Linked DNA regions of Mus musculus: region 1 is linked to region 2. Evidence: chromatin contacts called from public HiChIP or PLAC-seq data. All regions are on one chromosome and are shown on one strand. The core of a region is the stretch at or near the end of the contact, and the rest is flanking DNA. Distances in the headings are between cores, read along the strand shown.

Region 1 (5,410 bases), core at 510-3,009, 79 kb before region 2:
CACAGGTCTACAGTCATCCCTGTGTTAGTCTCATGCCCACAGGTCTACAATTAAGTCCTGCCAGTTTCTGAGGTTATTTCATGGATTCTGTCATTTTAACAGAGCATGTATCTTCTGCTGCAAGGAAAATAGACAATGAGGTTTTGATCAGTCAGACAAGATAACGCATCCAGTGTTTCATTTCTGAGCCACCATGTTTTGTTCTCAGAAAAATTCATTAAATGACCCAGCTGCCTCCAAGTACCCACGCAGAGACACTAGGACTCTATAGCCCCTCTCTAAGCAGTAAAATCTTTAATCACTGGTACCTCTTGTAAATGGCTCTTGGGGCAGGTACTGAAAATTAGCTGTGTGATGTAGGCTGTTTATAAGATATTGGCCAGTTAGGAGTCCTTTCGTGGAGCAGAACATAACACTGACTGTGATATCATAGAGTCATTAATGACAGTAGCGACCAAATAGGTTTGAATGCTCAAGTTCTGTTATCCCGAGTAAACTGTTTTAGTAGGTCAGGTTTCTTCTCATAAATTGTAACACTCTAAAGCATTACATTTTGACTTCTGATGTGCATTTTGGTGCACACAGTTCCCTGTTTTCAGGGGGTTGATCGCTCTCTGAGCCGGTCCCCGATTTCTGATCGACGATAAAGGATCGACGTCTTTAACAGTCTGTGGGGCAATGAACTGGAAGCTTGAACTAAAAAGTTCACTCACTTCCTTTCTTCCTCACTCTCTGAAGGGCGGTGCTGTCTCCTTCATTACTCTCTGGTGGCATATCTTACTCCAACCTAGAGATAGCCTGTGGCTGGCTGTATATGTAAAGCCATTTGTTTTGATAACCAAGAACTAGGAATTTGGAGTCCTGGATCTGCCCCGGACTAATCAAGTGGCCTAAAGTCAGATAGCTAATCTGTCAGAGGCAGACCCAAGTTTCCAAGGAACAAGCAAGCTCAAAGCTCTGGCCTTTTACCAAAGTCCAAATTATTTTCCTTTAAACATAATGTCATAATTTAAATCTATTTCCTAACAGATCTCTTTTACTTCCTGCATCTAGAGTGCCAGGAAAGGACTGAGGAAAATGGCTCATCCCTCGCACCCCCTCTCTCCTTTGCAGGCTGAATGCATGGCTGAGCACAGCGCTCCCTCCCTCCGCTGTAGTGTGTTCAGATGGTATGGGCTGTGAGTGCTCTAGTCAACTCAACCCTGCCTATGGTTCTGCATTACAGCATTGTACTAAACTGCCCTCATTACAAAGCCTAGAAGGCAGAGCCCTTCTTTTCACATCTGTTTGTATTCTGAGGTCCAGTAGAATGTCGGATGCCCACACACTGTCCATCTTCACCGAAAGGTACTATGTGTAGCTTTCTTCCTTCCTGATGAATTGCATTTGCAAGAACCAGCTTGTGTTTGGAGAGCTGAGTTCCAGGAAGTAAGAGAAAGGACAGCTATGAACACCCACCCAGGTCTTACAGTGCACTCATTCCAGTCTGGCAGGGAGTGAAGGCCTTGGAGGGTGGGGGGAGCATTAGCAATTTTAGCAGAGCATAAAAATTGTTCTTTTTCTGCCTGGAAAGGGACTTGTGTCACATGTTAGGGAGACATTGTTGGGGAAAGCTCCTAAATAAGTAGAATTTCAGCCAGTGTGTTCATGAACTTCACCCTCCCTTGGAATGTTTTCGTTTTGCAAGGGGGAAATAGAGGTTGAGTCATTTACACAGCAAATGGGAGCCTCACCAAACAGGAAACCCTGGGAGATGTTTTTTTTTTGCTTCAGTGCCTTCTCAAAGCCCAGTTTATGAGATCTGCAGTGCCGTCAGAGACACACATTCATGTCTGGTATCATTTCTCCCATTCATCAGATGGCGCTGCCAGTTTTCATGACCATGATGAGCGTTCATTGGGTTGCTTATCTACCGAGGACATTGGAGCCTTCTGCTTGCAACAGTAATCCTCTGTGCCTGCTCTGTCTCCTTCCCCACAGTGCATTTCAAACAGCCTTCTAACCTTACACATCCTTTTGTTTGTTTCTGCAAACTGCCTGCTAACTGTCTGATATCATCCTTGGAACCAAGGCTGAGTGACAAGTCTAAGTGCAGGCACGATTTTGGTCCCGGACAGCAGAGGGCAGTGTTGAGCCAGGAAACAAGGTGACCTGCCTTTGCTTCTGGGTCTGCTTTTGTAGTTCATACATAAACTCTTGGTGATGCATTTTTATATGCATCACTGTATGTTAAATAACTCAAAAGCTGAAGGCATAATGCTTGTTTTAATATGACCATTCTCTCCCATCAGAGGATCTTCAGCATAAACTCATTGTAATAAATGCTTTCCACACTGGGCAGGACATCAAGAAGACAGTTCATTTTGCCATAAGTCGAAACATCTGCTAACCTATTCTTCACTTTCTGTTTTCTTCTGGAATTCATCTATACATGTAGTGGTATATTCACATGCAGGGGCTGGCTTGGGCATCCTTCTGCAGGGGACATCTGCCGGTATTCCTATGATGGAAGCTACTGTGGTCATGCCAACAGACCTGTTATTTATAACCTGGTCACCCACAGGTCTTCTGGGTGGGAATTTACCTTCCTATTAAAGACATTATCACATTTTTTAGGAGAACAGTAGAATGCCAGTTCTAATGGGCTTATGTCATCATATAAGCTACTGATTAGGTCTTTAGCATTGCGAGGAATTTCTATTTGTAAAAACCCCATGTTTGGAGTTTGGAGTTTCTCACAAGGTCATTGTTATCATTTAAACTTATGAGGATTTTATTTTTACTTAAAATATTTTTCTTTTATTTTATAATAATAAATGGCATCATGAATCTCTTTCAAAGTTAAACAAAATGTGTTTATAAGTGGACTATTGTTTTCAGCCAGGTTATATAATGATGAGCGCATGCGCGCGCGCGCGCGCGCGCACACACACACACACACACACACACACACACACACACACACACACGTATGTACGTACGTCAGGAAGAAAGGGAGAGGGAAAAATGGAGAAAAGGAAAGAGAGAGGGAAGGAGGGGAGTGCTCTGTAATGAGAAGGTTTCATTCATCGCCTTTAGTTTTTGTTTAGCATATTGAAAAACACCGTTTTTCCAGAGAGTGGTTCTTTATACACCAAAGCTATCAAGATTCCTTGGTTAAAGCCAGTTTTTAGGTAGTGTAAAATGTTTGAGGTAGTTCTGTTTTCTCTGTGTTTAGCTGCCTAGTTCCTTGTGCTCCCCCAGCCCCTGCAGGATTGACATGCACTGCTGTCTGGCCTTCCCTCTGCTTGGTGGCCTAATACCTGGGCCTTACGCTGAAGAGTGGTAGCATGAGTTCATTTCCAGGCCGGCCTCTTGGTTCAGTTATAGACAAGCTCTGTGTGCTTTGTTATGCCTTTTTTTAATTCTCTTATTCTTTAAGGAAAGCAAAGGAAAATTTGCTTGGACAAAGCACGAGTTTTTCCAATGGACATGCAGTTTATGACAACAAGCAGCGGTTGGGGTTGGACGCGGGTGCAGGAGAGGCTGTGACAGGAGAATATGCCTTAGTCATAAATGGCCACAGTTTGGTGAGTTTGCCCGAGGCTGTTCTTCTCTTTTTCTTTACTCCAGCAATCATCTCTTTTGTGCTGCCTTAATGAGAGTCTCCTTTGTGTTTTTCAAACAAATGTCACTACAAGAGATAGGGCGTGCACAGGATTTCCTGTTTGCAGAAGGAAAGACTTCCAGTGTGCCTTTCAGACATCATTGTTTGAAGGATCGCACTGGATGTGAGGCTCTGGAGAAACAGTTCGCAGGGAGTCTATGAGTTCTGCCTAAACGGTTACTTCCGTTGCTTCGCAGAACGGTTTAAACGCTTTTGGAAGACGGTGGGGGATGGCGCAGATCAGTTTTTCAGTTACCGTTCTTGCGAAGGTTTGTGATTTGCGAGTCATAACCTGACCTTCACAGAATTACCACGCCAAATCATTGCCATTAAGATACCTCTGGTGGTTTTTCTAAATAGCAACGTTCTGCAGCAAAGCCAAACGATTTGATTTCATTAGGAAATCTGGCTCTTGTCATAATAGAATAAACTTGCATTGTACTTCTAACGCAGTTCAGGTTCCAAGCCCCAAACAAAACTCAACCGCTCCTCCTGAGTCTCTAATTAGAATACAAAAGCCCCGACTGCAGTCTCGTGAAATTATCATTTCTATGTACAAAGAACTTAATCTCACATCTTTCTTTGGCTTTGGTGCTCATTTTTCACTTTGGAGTTTGGAAAAAATGAACGTTTGTTCTTGAAGGCAGTTTCTTAGTGGACAAAAGAAGTTGGAGCTGAGTCTATTAGATTCCCCCTTGTGACCGTCCGCCTGTTAGCTCCTAGCTCTCTAAGCACTATCCAGCTGGATCCCAGACGCAGCAGAGTGCTGCTTCCACACCGTGGAAAGTTACAGAGCTCAGCTGCAGGCCAAGCTCAGTCAAAAACTGGTCCAGATGACATGAACTTTTCCCTTGCACAGATGAACACCAACTGAAAGTTATGTCTGTCTGCTGAGATCTGGAGTTGAGTGGCCTGGGCAGCTCGGTAGGACAGGATCCCTCCTGTATTATGCTTTTGACAGGCCCCTGGGCTTGAGGAAGCAGTGTTTGTAGGGCATGGGCTTTCTGGTGATAGTCACCTAGCCTGTCTTTTCCTCTGTTGAAAGAAGGCTCTAAGCTGGAAGCTCTTCAGGAGCCCTGTTTGCTTCAAAGCCCTGTGCTCATGAAACCATGAGATGTCCTTCTTCAGTTAGGGAGAATTGTCTGTATTTTTGCTAGTACAGTCAGGTTTTGTTTGCTTTCTTTTTAAATCATAGCTCCAGTTCTCTCAAATTCTGAAGCTTTTCTGAATGTATCCAGGTCTGTCTTCATCAAAACCCAAGTCTACGTTTAACTTGTTGATAATAAAGAAAAATGAGCAGAGGCAAAAGGGGCCATTCTGAGCAAAAGAGCCAGTTATATGCCTTGTCTTTCAGAACATGTGGTATATTTGAGAATGATGGTCCACAGTTTTCTGAGGCATATAGACTTTGATATAGAATTTTTCTGCACCAGAGTCACAGCTTTGGCCTCATTTACCCACCCATTGCCTCATACCATTTTCATTGTTTACACAGACTGGCCAGGTCACAGTGCTAGAGAGTGGCCGAGAACTCAGACATGATTGGAGCATAGTCCTTGTTTGGGAGATCACAGTATAGTTCTGATAGAAGTATGACAGATACTGCAAAAGAGGCATTAATGCAATGCCTTTAGAGCACAGAAATAGGCACGTTTAATTATTTGTTTAAAAAATAAACAGAGGAGACTTTCTGGCAGAGCGGATGTTATTGAGTAAAAATGCTAGCAAATACAAAGATATAAAGGCAGTCTTTTAAGTAGCAAT
Region 2 (4,762 bases), core at 2,110-4,609:
CACCTTTCCCCACAGCAACCTTCACATTAGCAATGTAGCCTCCTGGAATGCAAATTTAGTTCTTTTCTGAAATGAACAAAAACTACTAGACACTTCTTAGTCAATAGCGTAATTAGTATGTGCTCTTAGCATAATAGGGACTTGAACAAGTGTGTACTGATATATATTCATGATTACAGCCTAATGAAGCTTATTTCTACTGATCTAAAATTCTGTGTTCTACCTATTCATCATTCACTCTACCTCCAAGTCTTGGCAACTGGTATTCTTTATTGTAAAAACAGTAGTAGGAGATGGGGGAGGAGAAGGAGGAACATTGCTTTGGTATCATGTAGTAGTTAAACGTGTAGGCTAGAATCAGATGCCACAGGTTTAACAATCCCTGAATTTGCCATTCATGCTACTTTTTAAAAAGTGTCTTAAGTAGTACGTAACCAACTGTTAACAGTGACATGGAAAATTAGGATTGGTCAAGGGATAGTTTTATTTCTCCTATATGAATTTGTAAAATACAGTGTGTCTTGCAGGCATATCTAACCTGCTGCCAAGGGCTACATACCCCAGAGAGCTACGAATGTGGCCCAGTACAAATTCATAACGTTCCATAAGACATCAAGAGGTGCCTTCGTAGACTGATGCATCATTTTCAGCCATGAAGTTTGCAGATGACAACAGTGTGTGTGGTGTCCGAAGGCTCCCATGCCTGCAAGTGGACATGGTATGATTAAAGACAGACTTCTGATAATTAGGAGAGAGCTAAAACAAAGGTCCTGAAAGTCCGCTTACCATTTCCTTGGGAGGATGAATGTACAAAGGGTTGCCCAGTTTGGCTGCTCCTTCTGCCTCTAGTCCTTTATGGTATGGATCTTTTTCATACACTGCGGCTTCTTTTTCTCCTTTTGATTTATTTCTTTTGGATAAATTCCATGAGTGGGATTACTGGTTAAAACAGTACAAACATCTTTTTGGCTTGTGATATATTTTTCCATCTTGCTTTCCAAAAACGTGCTTCGCTCCCCTCACACACACAGGGAGTCTCCCACCCCGTCCTTACCTGTTTCCTGTTGGAATCTTCTAGTTCCCCAGCACAGGCGTGTTTTGCTTCAGCTTTTACATCTGCTTGAGAACCATAGTGCCCTACAGACGGGCCTCTTAAACCCTTTTCACTTGTGCGTCATCTTTCAGGTGACCTTGCCTGTATAAATATTTAAAATGGGTGTATACTTACTGTTAGTAGATAATAAAGTCACTTGCAACAATTCATCCATCTACATACATATTTTACCATTTACTAAAGATTAAATAAAATTTACATACTAATAAGATGGGTGTGCTTGTTTATTTTTACATAAATAATCAAATTTTGGCCGAAAGTGTGGTATTTACTGCACGCAGAGCATCTCAGATGACTCTCTGCCTTACAACCTGTTGTGAATGTTGTATCACATAAATATATAATAAGAAAGGACAGAGAAGGATGGTTAGACCTGTTTCAGAGATTGCTAGAAGTTCTACCATAATTCTAAGTCTGAATTCACTTAGCATTTTACAGTAAAACTAAGTCAGCAGGGCTCAGTGGTTAAGAGCAAGGGCTGCTCTTCCGGAACACTCTCTCTTCCCAGCACTCACGTCATGTCTGAGACATACCTGCAGGCATAACCGAATTTATGTTAGAATCAAATTTCAAGTCAGCCACTCAAGCAGACATTTAAAAGATTTATTACATTTATTTATCTATGCACTTACTTATTATTTTTGTGTCTATATGCAAACCATGCACACGACACTATGCATGTGTGTAGGTCTGAGAGCATCTTGCAGGAGTCTGTTTTCTTTTCCCAGGATGTGAGCCCCTGGGAGCAGACACAGGTCGTTATGCTTGGTAGCAGAACTTCTACCCACTGGCCATCTCGCTGGCTTCCAGACAGCAGTTTTTAAGATCAACCATTCTAACACAGTACAATCCAAACAAAAACTAACTTAATACATTTTGAAGGATGGGAATAGGAAAATTATCGGGTCTTTGTTTTCCAGAATTGAGCTGGTTTTTTTTTCTCTTCTTGTAAGAGCAGAGGGCATTGTACACACATCAAAAGCAGTAAATCTATAAGACACAGCATATTGCAGCGAGGGTTGTGTGTTTCCCATAATGACTGTTGGTACTGTGTGGAGCTAGGGCCAGGTAGGGTAGAGTGCTCACTGTGAAGTTATGCATGCAACAAGGGTTAGTGTTTAAACCTGTTATATATTGGATTTTGAATTAGTTTTTGGTTGCTGCATATCCAGAAGCCATTTACCACAGCCAAACTTTTCTTGATTTCCACATTTAGTTATGAAATTCTATTTAAGGAACTATGACTTAGAAGGACTTTCTGCTTGTTAGTTTTCTGCTCTGGCTAGAATATGTGCATCTGGCAAGACAGGTGTGATTGGTATTCCCATTTTACAGATGAAAATACTGAGGCTCATAGAGATTGAGTTACCAGCTGATGGTGCCAAAATTGTCTTCATATCCTGTCCACATGTAGGCATGGTTCTCTCAGAGATGCCTTGAAGCCAAATAACTTGACTACTTAAAGAATCTACTTCTGCCATGGCCAGTTCACCCAATCTAAACTCTTTGACCCAACCCATGTCTATGCCATCACTGTTTATCTGCTGGTCTCCTCTTCTTTGCCTGGTTCTCAGGTTGTCAGTATAAAATACTCAAGTTTCATTTCTTCTTCTTTAACACGAAATGAGAGGCCATCATTAGCTCTCAACTCTAGCTAGACACTAGAAACTTAGTGACCCAAAGTGAAATATGGAGTCCATGCCCAGGATGTTGGATTCAAATGATCTGTAGTGTGGGTTTGGTTTCATAAACTTTATTATTCCAAGTTCATTGGAAACTTTCGGGGAGGGTGTAAAATTCATTGTGTCTTTCTGGGCAAGCAGTCTTCCTTCCCTTCCCTTCCCTTACCTTACCTTACCTTACCTTCCCTTCCCTTCCGTTCCCTTCCTTCCCTCTCCTTTACCTTCCCTTCCCTCTCCTTTCCTCTCCTTCTCTTCCCTCCCCCCTCCATTTCTCCTTCCTTCCTTCCTTCCTTCCTTCCTTCCTTCCTTCCTTCCTTCCTTCCTTCCTTCCTTCCTTCCCCCTCTTCTCCCTAATGGTAGAGCCTTTGGCTACCACCACCACTTGCAGTCATAACCTATCTGCCTTACTACCATTTTTTTTTCTGTCCCATGCTTTTCTTTAGCAAAACAAACTGGCTGATTGTCACACCAAATCACTTTCCTTGCTACAGCTGTGTGATTAAAGGGACCGCCTCCTCCTGGTGACTGTGCACGTCACGGCCCTTGTCTAGGGCTGACTTTTCTGATGACTGTGCACGTCACGGCCTGGCCTGTGTCTAGGGCTGACTCTTCTGATCTACCTCAGTCCTCATCTGCTTCATTCCAGTGGTTTTGCAATTTGCCCCGGAAGGTGGAAAATGATTTCCATGTGTGGTTAGGTGTAGCTAGCTCTGCTGGCAAAAGCCTGCTAGTTCCAGTTCATATCTTAACTCTCAGAGGTAGAAATGTGAAGAGGGTAACCTTGAAGGCAGCCTGAGCTTCAGTCAGGAGACCTGGGCTCAGCGGGGATGTACTCAGTGGTTGAGTGCTTGCCTGGCATGCACGGGACCTGCATGTGATCCTTAGCACCACGAAAGAGAGGAAAACCAAGCAACAACCCAGTTAAGAAAACTGACCTGCTAAGTCTATACTGGCAGTCATTCTAAGCTATATATATATATATATATATATATATATATATATATATATATATATATACATGTATATATGTATATATATATATATATATATATATATATATATATATATACATGTATATATGTATATAGTGATAGAGCTAGAGAGGTAGAAATATATTATATGATTGATATATATTAATCATATATATCATATACCTATCTCTATTTGTCTATCTATCATCTATCTATCTATCTATCTATCTATCTATCTATCTATCTATCTATCTATCTATTGAATGTTAAAGGTCACATATGGCTAAATCATAATGTTTATAGTGAGATGTGCATTTAATGGAAAATGTGTGTGTGAGAGAGAAAGCTATATTGGGAGAGGCCAGTGACTGAAGGAGGCATGAAGGAGAGAATCTGTTGCCTGATTAAAAACTATCTGTAAGGTATGGTCATGAAGTATGTCCTGGACATCACAAATACACACAGCTAAAAGGAAACGGGCAATTTCTCCCTATTCATTGCCTCATAAATATTTGTTATATGACTGAATAGGAGATGCCACTAGTTATGATACTGCCACACTGTCCAAATCCTTTCCAACAATCCTCTTTTAGAACTGCCTGCAGAGCCAACCCATGAGTCAGAAAGAAAATGGGCCCTGTTCCTCTACTCTCTACTTGTTTTTTTTTACCAAAAAAGGCAATGCCCAATTTCATTGCCTACTGTGTTCATTAGCTTTAGTGCCAAATGATCTTTAGCGATGGGCTGTCCTTTTCCCCAAGTTTATTCTACCCTGAGGACGAAGATGCTGCTACTAAGAATATACACAAAATGTGTTATGGATTCCTGAGGTAATTTCAGAATAAAAGTTCCCTGAATAGTACCCATGCCTAGGAAATTTCAAATGCTGAGCATAGGGTGTTATCTGCAAGAAGGGCATCTTAATTTGAAGTTGATGAAAGTTGGGTGCAGGCTTTAATCTTGTGTATTTTTCTCATTAAAGAGTTTATTGTTTT

What was found. HiChIP or PLAC-seq counts read pairs in DNA pulled down with a chosen protein or histone mark.
Region 1: a CTCF HiChIP or PLAC-seq map of the NIH/3T3 cell line shows a contact between it and region 2, with 16 read pairs. The contact joins two enhancer-like sites. A contact is called at or near these places in 1 of 15 datasets of contacts at CTCF or cohesin (the NIH/3T3 cell line), 7 of 484 Hi-C or Micro-C datasets (cerebral cortex, embryonic stem cells, granulosa cells and 3 more), 2 of 115 datasets of contacts at active chromatin or transcription factors (the NIH/3T3 cell line and heart atrium) and 2 of 9 other capture datasets (adipose tissue and embryonic stem cells).

What each region holds. Positions count from the first base shown.
Region 1 is chr2:126,359,915-126,365,324 of GRCm38.p6, reverse strand. Atp8b4 (ATPase, class I, type 8B, member 4) reads left to right here. Exons shown (of 28, transcript NM_001080944.3): 21 at 3,422-3,569. Among named protein-coding and RNA genes, the nearest start is that of Atp8b4, 130 kb to the left of the region's middle. Within about 2 kb of position 1,759, at least 63 of the 459 cell types and tissues checked have an H3K27ac peak or open chromatin away from gene starts, as enhancers often do. A contact at or near this core is called in the NIH/3T3 cell line, where this site is marked.
Region 2 is chr2:126,282,893-126,287,654 of GRCm38.p6, reverse strand. No RefSeq gene overlaps it. Among named protein-coding and RNA genes, the nearest start is that of Dtwd1, 130 kb to the right of the region's middle. Within about 2 kb of position 3,359, at least 21 of the 459 cell types and tissues checked have an H3K27ac peak or open chromatin away from gene starts, as enhancers often do. A contact at or near this core is called in the NIH/3T3 cell line, where this site is marked.